3 separate regions of the Mus musculus genome follow, and regions 1 and 2 are each linked to region 3. Evidence: chromatin contacts called from public ChIA-PET and Hi-C data. All regions are on one chromosome and are shown on one strand. Each heading gives the region's core, a stretch centred on a gene start, on an enhancer-like site or on the middle of the called end of the contact. The rest is flanking DNA. Distances are from core to core; before and after follow the strand shown.

Region 1 (3,476 bases), core at 833-3,332, 180 kb before region 3:
CTTGGTCAGTAGCTTGCTTAGCATGCACGAAGCCCTGGGTTCAATTCTTAGCAACAAGTAAGACTGGGTGTGGTGGGGAATGTTTGTAATCGGCAGAGGCAGAGGCAGAGAGGCAGAGGCAGAGGCAAGGTCACAAGTTAAAGACCATCCTCAAGTGCAATAGCAAACACAATGCTATGAGGGACCCTTTCTCAGGGGAAAAGCTGAAACAGGCAGCACAATGGTTCACGAGTACTGTCTCAGAATTCAAGAGGCCAAGGCAGGAGGATAGTCACAATGAAGACGGACTGGGCTGCAGAGAGACATACACTAAACGTTGACTAAACATGGTGCCCGGGAGATGGCTCAGTGGAAGCACCCCCAGACCAGGTGGCATGTACCTCTATCCCCAGCATTGTGGGAACCTCAAGATAGGGAGATTTGTAGGGCTTAGGAGCCATTCAGTGTAGCTACAATGGTGGGCTCCAGGTTCTTTGAAAGACCTTGCCAACCCATCCCGCAAAGGCGAAGAGCAATGACTGGCAGCTGGAGCCAACCTCTGGCTACCCCAAGCACACAACACACCCCTACCCTACAGCTAAAACTGAGCCCTCACTAGAAGAGTCATTGTTCAAGGTATCTTACATGTGATAATAATTTAACCTGCCTAGAGATACAAGGACAAGGCAAAAGAAGGAAATTACTCCCATGTGGGCCCAGGTAGTATTTGCATGAAAATGCTAGCTAACTTGACTCTCAACTTAACCCTCTAGACTGTTAAAACAATGAGATATAAGTTTGCTGAATTAAAACACTAAATTGATTTCCAATCTTCTTATGTTACAAAAACAAAAACAAAAACCTGAAGTTTCAAAGGTAATTTCAGAGCTGGGCAAAGTGGTACAAGTCTGTAATCCCAGCTCCTGAAAGGCTGAGATCCGAGAATTTGTAAACTCAAAGCCAATCTGGATTCCAGAGAAAGAACCCTGTCTCAAAATATTAGTCAAAGGAAACGAAGTCACAAGTGCAGCTTCAGGCCAGGCTTTCCCTGGAGGTGTCCGGCACTCACGTACTTCTGGGTCGTCTGTGTAGTCAAACATCCTGAAGATGACCCTGGGCATCGGGTACACGGAGTCCTCTGTGTGGGGCGGCGGTGTGAAAGGAGGCAGGTTGTGCTGCAGAGCTTCACAGAGGATGCTGTCAAAGGCAAGGTAGGGTCTTAGGATGTGCCTCTCCTGCCACCGGTCTTTTTTCAATTTCTGAATCTGGGCCCACAGGCAATCTAAATACTAAAAAGAGATTTTAATGTTTAATAGATACATTTTGGCTAAACAATACAGAAAAGCCTACCATCTAATGCACAGCAAAGTGAACTAGTTTAGTATTTCATACAGTAGTAAGGAATGGTATTAAGTTTCTGTTTTTATTTAAAATCTTAAATTACATTAATGTGCACACACTTGCTACAGAGTCACATGTAGGTCAGAGGACAGCTCCTGTCAGGTGTTGCTCTCCCTTTGTAGTCCCCAGCTCTATCTCAGGCCACCCTCAACCTACTGAGCAGACTCACTCTCCTGTAGCCCCCAGCTCTCTCTCGGGCCGTCCTCAACTACTGAGCAGGCCCACTGTCCTTTCTACTGAAGCAGTTTGTTTTCAGAAGCACACCTGGAGTTGTTACTTGAGTATTTCGATATAAAACTTGTCAAGTCTTTGGAAATTGGTATTCTAAAAAGCAAGGGGCTGTTTCAATTACATTCTAACATCTACTAACTAGCCCCTCTATGCTTCAGACTCTGAGGAAATGAACTCCTTGCTCAAGTATTTAGAAACCCAGCTAAGACGTACAAGTACAACAGGCTGAACATTGTCTGAGGTTGTAGTTTTACTCATTTGTGCAGCACACAATCCACAGAGCACATACGAGCTCAGAGGAAAACCTTTAGGAATCAGGTTCCTTCTTCCACAGTGTGGGTCCTGGGAACCCAGTGCCGGGCCAGGTTGGCGGCAGCACCTTGACCCACCGAGCCATGTCACTGACTCAGTTTAAGCACGTTACAGAGGTAAGAATCTACTCAAGAACTAGGTTTACATTACAAGATGGAAATCAGTTCACCTCTTCCTGTGGATGTGGTTTGTCGGCAGTCCAGACTTGTAACATGGGCACGTGAGTCTTCTGGCGTCTTCTAAAGATAAAAGGAAAGTCTACACTTAGGATTTAAAACGTAAAAGCCATTCAATGGTTCTCGTGATTGACTAAAACAATGAAAAACATTTCTGTCCATCAGATCAGCAGATTAACATTTTTGATAATGGCTTACAGATCATCAGGATATAGGTATTTCTGTATCTCAAACACTGATGGCAAATCTGACGATGTCTGTCAAAATCTCAACTGTTCTGAATGTTTACCCAACAATGTCATTTCCATGAATTCATATCCCCATAAATACAGCTGCAAATATATGTGCACACATATACACAAGAATATTCCCATCTTGTTTATCGTACCAGGAACCTGCACAGAATAAATATCCACATAGTGTGGACTAATAAAGAGAAATTATGTCCTATTTCAAAAAAATAATAATAATACTGTTAATAAACCCAATCAGATGGAACCATGTGCTTTTATATAACTGCAAAGAAAAAAGCATGGAAATAAGTGCATATGCATGCAAGTAAGTGTTCACACACTGTGTTACTGACATCTGTGTAAGATCAGCATGTGTCTCCACAGTCACATTTACATGCACACAGATATGTAAAAAAAGTCTTTAGATGTCATGTTCATTTGCACCAAACAAAGCAATGTTAACGGTATTCAAAGAAGTATGACAGAAGTCGGTCTATGGAAGCCGAAGGAGCTCAGGGCCATTCACTGTCTAATGACATAATTGGTGTGAACTAACTAGGGACGCTCACTAATAAGGCCCATTGTTTGATTGGACCTAATAAAATAAAGCTTGTTTTTCACACTGGCCTGGGGAAGGGCTTGGCTTAGAATTAACATGTATGAAATAAAACTGTGCCAGGGCAGTGCTCCTATTCAGAACACATCAGTAACATGTCTGAACTTCTGCCAGTCAACTCAGTAGCCTAGCAGAGGGGTAACTTTGAGCCACAGGTGACTCTGAGCTTACGAACACTAGAACTCTAGCTAGAGGAGCTGTTATACTGCAGTGTTCTATCATGACCATATGAAAACAGCTTAAAAGACTCGTTACCAACTTGTCGCTCTAACAAAGTACTGAGGTCTTAGTGAGTTATGGCAGCAGGAGAATGAAATTAAATGAACATTTTCTATAACCTGATGGTTCTGTTTTGTTTTTTAAAAGTGGAAATGAAGTGGTGTTATTGCCAACAGAGAACTTAAGGCATTTATTGCATCAACAGGACATCTTCATGCAAACAAGGAAGCACGGGCGAGCGAGGCCTTACTTGAGATAGCTTTCAGTGGTGGAGAAGATTCGGTCCATTTCTGCATCTTTTTTTTCATA
Region 2 (3,238 bases), core at 129-2,628, 220 kb before region 3:
GAGCACTCTTCCTTTCTGAAGAGGGAGACTGCTTTGAGCTGAGGCGCCAGCTCACAGTTCAGACCTGGTTACCTGAAACTCTATCACAAAAAGTCCCTGAGCCAAAGGAGAGGGAGTTAACCTGGAAAGGAAGAACAAGTTGCCAAGAGTTTCAAAACACTGGGGCTCAGGACGCACCTGAGCCACACCCTGCAACCTGTCAGATTCGGTGCTTTGTGGGGGAGAGGATTCTGAGCACTGGCCACTCTCAGAGGTTATTTTGGGGGAGATCCTGTTACCTCATTCCCTCAGCCACCAAGCCAGAAATGTGCAGAGACTGTGGTGGTCATCACAGGTGCTGCCACTTAAGGTTTGGTGCTACCCAGGGGTGGGGTGGAGGTGGGGTTCTTTATAATTCTGGTGCTCAGATTCCCTGCTCTGGCCAGAAAATACATCCACAGAGTTGCACAATCATCAAGAGTGTCTAGTTCTAGAATTCTCATCACCTCAGGAGGCAGCCTCATACCTACAGAGGAGCATCTCCTCCTGGTTACTCCTTAGCTGCAAACTCTAGGAACCTCTGGACTGCTTTCTGTTATGGCGGGCTTGCTTATTCTGTGAGTTTCACATAAACATATGCATTTGTGAATGGCTTTTTCCTCTTAGAGTAACATTTTCAAAGTTCAGTCATGTCGTAGCATGGACCAGCGCTTCATTTTTCTCATGTTTGAAGAAAAATAGTTCATTGTATGGTAATACTATGCATTGTTTAGCCATTCAAAAGTTGATGGACATTTGGGTAGATTCCAGCTTTTGGTTTTCGGGAGCAGCTATGCTATGAACAAGCCCCCTGGCACATCGGTCCAAAACACGGGGAGTAACAATGTGCATTTCTTTTCCAAAGCCATCTTTGGAAAGATGGCTCACACAGGAGGAGTCACTGCCACATCACGTTTCCCCCACTGGATGAAAACAAGGGTTTCATTTGTGTATAGAATGGCCAGTCTGTTGTCATGGGGCTGTCTGGCTCTCCATGTGGCTATGGCTTTGGCTCTCTACCCATGGCCCGCAGCTGGGTTTGGAGCTCATACCACGTCCCACTTTTCTCTGTTGCCTTCCTGTTTTCTCATGCTTTTTAGCTGTCACACAGCCATTCTTTCCCAATGCTCTTTTCCATGTTCTCTTTACTTTTGGAGACAGGGTCTCATGTAGCTCAGGCTGGTCTGGAACACAGGGATGACTTTAAAGTCCTGATTCTCCCCCATCGCTTAGTCCGGATTGTTTGTCAACAAGTGCACTATCATCTCTTCCGCCACCACTCCTCGGCTGCGCAGGCGTACTGCCTCGCCCTTCATAGGCTTTTCCACCAGGACTCCTCGACTGCGCATGCGTAGCTCTTCTCCTTGCCTGGTGATGGAGTAGGGCCGGGTACTTGTGGCTCCGCTGTTCACCAACAATACGCGTTCCCTTCCTACGGAGTGTGTAGGCGATGGCGACGGCCGAGGAAAAGCAGACGTCACCTGAGCCCGTGGCCGCGGACGAGCCCGCGCAGCTGCCGGCCGCCGTACGCGCGAGCGTGGAGCGGAAGCGACAGCGGGCACTGATGCTGCGCCAGGCTCGGCTGGCTGCGCGGCCCTACCCCGCGGCGGCGGCCACCGGAGGTGGGGTCCCCTCCACGGGCGCGCGTAGGGCCTCCCTCCCGCGGGTTTGTGACCGCATCCCGGGCCTTCCCGCTGCGCCTTGGCCGCCCGCTCTGGCTCGGTGTGCGGGAACAGCCGAGCACGCCCGCGTCTCTGTGGTCCCTGGCCTTCCCTGTCGTGCCCTTTGCCCGGCACGTCTATGGTGCAGAGCTTTCAGCCTGCGCCGTCTCCCAGGCCAGCACCCAGCAGAACTGACCCTGACCCAGTCTTTTACATGGGCCGCGCCTTCCAGGGCTCAAAGTAGAATAACACTCGCAGAGCCTAGCACTTGGGAGTTACTCTATTGTATTCTTATGGACACCTTGGAAAATGGAAAGGGCAGGGCTTGGTAACCCTGTTTTACTGAGTGGCATGTTGCCCTGGGTTCATTTTGGCTATACTTGGCATTTTAGGGTAGCCCCTGTCTTGCTGTTTTCCGGTTTTAATGTCCGTTGTGCTTTAGGCTGCTGGTATTGCTCTTTGGAGTAATTCACCCGAGTTATTTCTACAAAAGTAATTTACTTCTTTTCAATCCCTCTTTCACAACTCCACTATATATATATATATGTGTGTGTGTGTGTGTGTGTGTGTGTGTGTGTGTGTATGTATATACATATATACATATACACACATATGTATGTATATATTTATATATATATACACACACATATGTGTGTGTGTGTTAAGTACTTGTTTTGGCAGCAGGTATAAATAATAATGCGTATATTTTATGGCTGTTTGTACCTTTAGACTTGCCATTGAATTTGATTTGTTGCTCTTGACCAGCAGAGCTGGCTTGTAACTAACTAGCTTAGATTTGAATCTTTCAAAATAAATCGAAAGCCCTTACTTACCATTTTGTAAAGTAAAAAGTACTTTTCATTATCTTTGTTGGTTATAGTGCAGATCTTGTAAGTCCGAAATTGCACCCTCAGTTTCTCATTATTTGTAGGCGGATGGACACTGTTGGATAAATGGCTTACCAATGTCCATCTACCTGCTGGCAACGTCTAGAGTCATGAGAGTTTCTACAACGTCAGACAGCCTGGCAAGTGCAGAGACAGTATAGTTCAGTTCCACACGAGAAGTCCAGAGCACTAGGAAAGCTAGAAGTAGCCGAAGTAGTAGCCTGATTGCTGGGCCTGTGACCAGAGCTGCTGGGGAGGCTGAGACAGGAGGATCTTGAGTTCAAGAACTGCCAGGGCTAGAGTTCCAGGTCGGCCTGAGCAAGTTAGGGAGGCCTGGACTCTGAAAACTAGGAGAGCCATGGATGTTTCTCAGTAGTCAAGTGCTTGCCTGGTGTGCTCAAGACCCTGGGTTGGAAAAAGAAAAATAGCCGAAGTTAGGCAGGGTCGGTCAGTCTACCTGGTAAGTGTTGTTGCCCTTGGAAGCAAGTGAGTTCCGTATCTCGTTTGAACGCCCTGCCCCTCATTTCACTCACCAGCCTGGGGAGAAAGGGCTTTCTCCTTCAGAGGTTTATACCCTGGTGTGAGTTTTAACCCTTGGGCTTTGGCAGTTTTCCCTTCCGTTTGCCGTTTTCTGTTTGTCACAGGGAATCACTTCTGCTCCTTGCTTCTGCG
Region 3 (3,158 bases), core at 174-2,673:
TCTCATGTGGCGCATTTAAAAGGGTATTAGCAGGGATTACATTCCACTTTCAATCCACAGGGACTAAAATCTTAAGGCACTGCCAAGTGCTGCCTCACTGTCTTAGCAAAGAGAAAATCTACCAAAGAGAAGGGCTGAGGAGCTGCGGGCTCTATGGCCAGCACAGTCCTTTGCATGTAACTGAAGCTCGCCTACGTCAGCTGAGTCTACACTATATGCTAACTTATCCTAAAAATTTGCGTGTCCCTGTCATCAAAAACCTTGAAATCCCAACCTGTAAAATATGGGCAGTTTGGGTAAATAGAAAGCCTCTTTAGAAGATTATTATTATGAGCCAAAGACTTATCTTGTCTTGAGAACACTTCAAAGGGTCAGTTAGCTATTCCCATTCGGTTCTTGAGCAGACTTAGAGACCAGAGGTGCAATTGATTCCCGACCTTACATTTAAGCTTTAGAAGCTCAGATTCCAATACATTATCTGCAAAGGCCGCACTGTAGAATGCCACATTTTCATCCACATCATGGAGGTCGGGAAGAGACAGGGATTTAGTTCTAAATTACACTTCTGCCACTAAAGGCGTTTCTAGTTCCAAGAACACTTCTCTGCAAACGTCCACCTGCAGAGCATAGGTGGGCACCACCAACACGAATCGTGGTTTTCTCGGTTAGTTTGTGGTGTTGGTATCAGAATCCTTTGGGGTTGGGCTTTAACATCTATACACACCTCTCTTCCCTGCTCCCCAAGATGACTGGGTAGTGGTAGCCCTGGATATTGACAGAAATGTACCCTCAAGCGGACAGGAGCAGAAAGGCTGTCAGCTCCCACTTGACTTCCAAGACAACTTCTCCGTGAATGCTTGTTTCCTCCCCAGCGCTCACGGTTGACAGGAACGGCTACGTGTAGGTCCTGTGTGATGTGCGCGGCCTGCACCGGCCGGTCTCGAGGGCGGAGGCCGCCGCAGTGTGGCCCGCGGGGCTGGCACAACTGCGCAGAGCTCGGGTACCGCTGCCCAGCACGGGCGGCCGAGGCCGGTTGCTCCTGACCGGGAGCTACTTCCTGCTCAGAGCTGCGCGCCTCCCACGCCCCCCTCTGCAGCTCCTGCTGCACCGCGACCGGCTGGGTGGACGTCCCGGGGCGTCACGCACGACGCTCTGGAACCCCGCCACGGCGGGGACCAGGCCCGGGCCTGAGGCGCCGCGCCCAGCCGCTGTCCTGCCCGTGCCCTGCCGTCCCGCAGCCCGCCCCGCGTCGCCCGCACCTGTCGCGCCCCGACCGAGCTCACCTCGTCCCGGGGACCCGCGGCCCAAGCCCGCGCCTCTGGGCCCGGCTCCCTCCGCTCCCTCCGCCAGGGCGGCCGCCGCCCACTTTCGGTTTCCCCGCACGGCCTGAGCCGTGGCTTGGGAATCACCTAAAGCCCCGCCCTCTGGGCCACGCCCCGTCGCACCACGCCCCGCCCCTTCGCCGGCCGGCTTAGCTCTGCGCAGACGCAGGCGCTCCGGCCACGGCTGCCCACTTCGAGGTCCGCGTGTGAGAAGGGAAACCGACGCCGCCTAGCGGTTTCTGCGCGTGCGCACGCCGTCCTGACGCTCGGGGTGTGGATTTATTTCTCTTTCCACAAAGTTCGTTCTCTTCAGCATCTCAATACTTCTTTTCATCTTCTAGACAGTCTGTCTTTAGCTGTCTTCTAGGTCACTCTTTGGAGGAGGGGGACTATATTAAAATGCTTTGCCACATACCCTTCACGCGTGTGTAACAACGCTGCTTTCATCCACTGCTCTAAAACTAAAGCTGTTTGAGGGCAGAGATCCTAGAACACTGCCCAGTATATAATAAGCATAAAATAAATACTTATCAAATTCTTTAATTCATTCAAAACACGTTGAATAGCTGCTATTTATTCACTCCACGGTAATTCCACTAACATTTATTTAATGCTGGATTGCTTTAACCCGTTGTGAAAACTTGGCATCATTCTGTATATTTTTGCTGAAAGCCTGCTGCTGCTTACTCAATCAGCAATTTTTTTTAACAGTTTGAGGTACACTTGCCATACTATAAGCTGCACGATTCAAATGTACACTTTCATGTGTTTGGTATGCATACAACAGAGAAACAATCACAGATAGTAACATGAGGAACATAGCCACACCCTCAAAGTTCTCTCTCTTTCTATAATGTTTGCCTCATTCCCTACCGTTTAGTCCTGTAAGTGCCCACTTACTTACTATAGAGCTCTTGCTTTTTCTGGAGTTTTATATAAATATAATTATTTCATATGTATTGTCATTAAGGGGGAGGATCTGGCTTTCTTCACTCATCAGAATTCTATTGAGACTCTTCTGTGTCGTTGCATACACTAGTACTTTATAACCTTGGCTCCCTGAGTTTCCACTCCCTGGTATTGACCCAAGAGAAAGGAAAGGGCTTATTCATCACAGACCCGTACAAGGATGTTTAAATCAGCCTTGCTTGCAATACTTAAAGACACAGAGATAGCATAAACATCCTTCAGTGGGTGAGCAGACAATTAACTGTTACAGACTCAATACCTGCTGACAAATAGCAACAGTGTATAGGGCCTATAAACCTTGTGCTTAAGGAACTTTGCATTCATTGGGAAGCTGCAGTAGGCGATGAATAGACTGGAAGGAGATCGTGAAAAGCCGGATATCCTGTGCTCAGTAGGTTCTGTCTTAAGGCTTTGACCAGGGGTGTTCTTTGAACACTGTTCTCTTTCATAATCTCACATCTGGTCCCTGCCTAAAGCTGCCGAAGTGTCTCTGAAACAGAATTCTCTACATTGCCTTGATTCTATTTCAGTCTGTTTCAGATGTCTTTCTCCCTGCCCTGTCCGCTAAACTAAACATGACAGTGGCTTCCAGAGACCTAGAATAAAGCCAGCTCTTTATTTGGACTCTGTAATAATACTCTGACATGCCCTGGCTCCACATTCTGATGGAGGGAAGGGTAAAAACAGCATCAGTGAACTGAGAGGATGGCTGTGGGGATAGGGAATTAGGCAATACTGAATTCTGTATATAAAATAAATCATGAAACAATGTGCATGAACCCTAAGTCTGAGGTCCTTTATGCTTATAGATATGTCCCCCCCTTTGCTGTATCCGATATACAAAGAAAAGTCATGTGCTGCAGCTAG

The links. Hi-C and Micro-C count contacts between places; a contact is called where the count stands out from the background. ChIA-PET counts read pairs in DNA pulled down with a chosen protein or histone mark.
Region 1: a contact with region 3 is called in an RNA polymerase II ChIA-PET map of memory CD8 T cells, with 5 read pairs. The contact joins the enhancer-like site here to the promoter of Tdrd7 in region 3. A contact is called at or near these places in 11 of 39 promoter capture datasets (the 3T3-L1 cell line, 3T3-L1-derived adipocytes, the C10 cell line and 7 more), 3 of 115 datasets of contacts at active chromatin or transcription factors (effector CD8 T cells, fetal liver and memory CD8 T cells) and 3 of 9 other capture datasets (adipose tissue, liver and pancreatic islet).
Region 2: a contact with region 3 is called in a Hi-C map of natural killer cells, with 4 times the contacts expected there. The contact joins the promoter of Xpa here to the promoter of Tdrd7 in region 3. A contact is called at or near these places in 8 of 39 promoter capture datasets (the C10 cell line, cranial neural crest, embryonic stem cells and 5 more), 3 of 484 Hi-C or Micro-C datasets (erythroblasts, natural killer cells and uterus), 1 of 115 datasets of contacts at active chromatin or transcription factors (memory CD8 T cells) and 3 of 9 other capture datasets (adipose tissue, liver and pancreatic islet).

The regions. Positions count from the first base shown.
Region 1 is chr4:46,150,702-46,154,177 of GRCm38.p6, reverse strand. It overlaps Ncbp1 (nuclear cap binding protein subunit 1), which reads right to left. Exons shown (of 23, transcript NM_001033201.3): 6 at 3,418-3,476; 7 at 2,093-2,162; 8 at 1,053-1,268. Among named protein-coding and RNA genes, the nearest start is that of Ncbp1, 14 kb to the right of the region's middle. Within about 2 kb of position 2,082, at least 21 of the 459 cell types and tissues checked have an H3K27ac peak or open chromatin away from gene starts, as enhancers often do. A contact at or near this core is called in effector CD8 T cells and memory CD8 T cells, where this site is marked.
Region 2 is chr4:46,194,451-46,197,688 of GRCm38.p6, reverse strand. Xpa (xeroderma pigmentosum, complementation group A) reads left to right here and starts at 1,378. Exons shown (of 6, transcript NM_011728.2): 1 at 1,378-1,640. The coding sequence starts at 1,469.
Region 3 is chr4:45,970,562-45,973,719 of GRCm38.p6, reverse strand. It overlaps Tdrd7 (tudor domain containing 7), which reads right to left and starts at 1,423. Exons shown (of 17, transcript NM_146142.2): 1 at 1,284-1,423.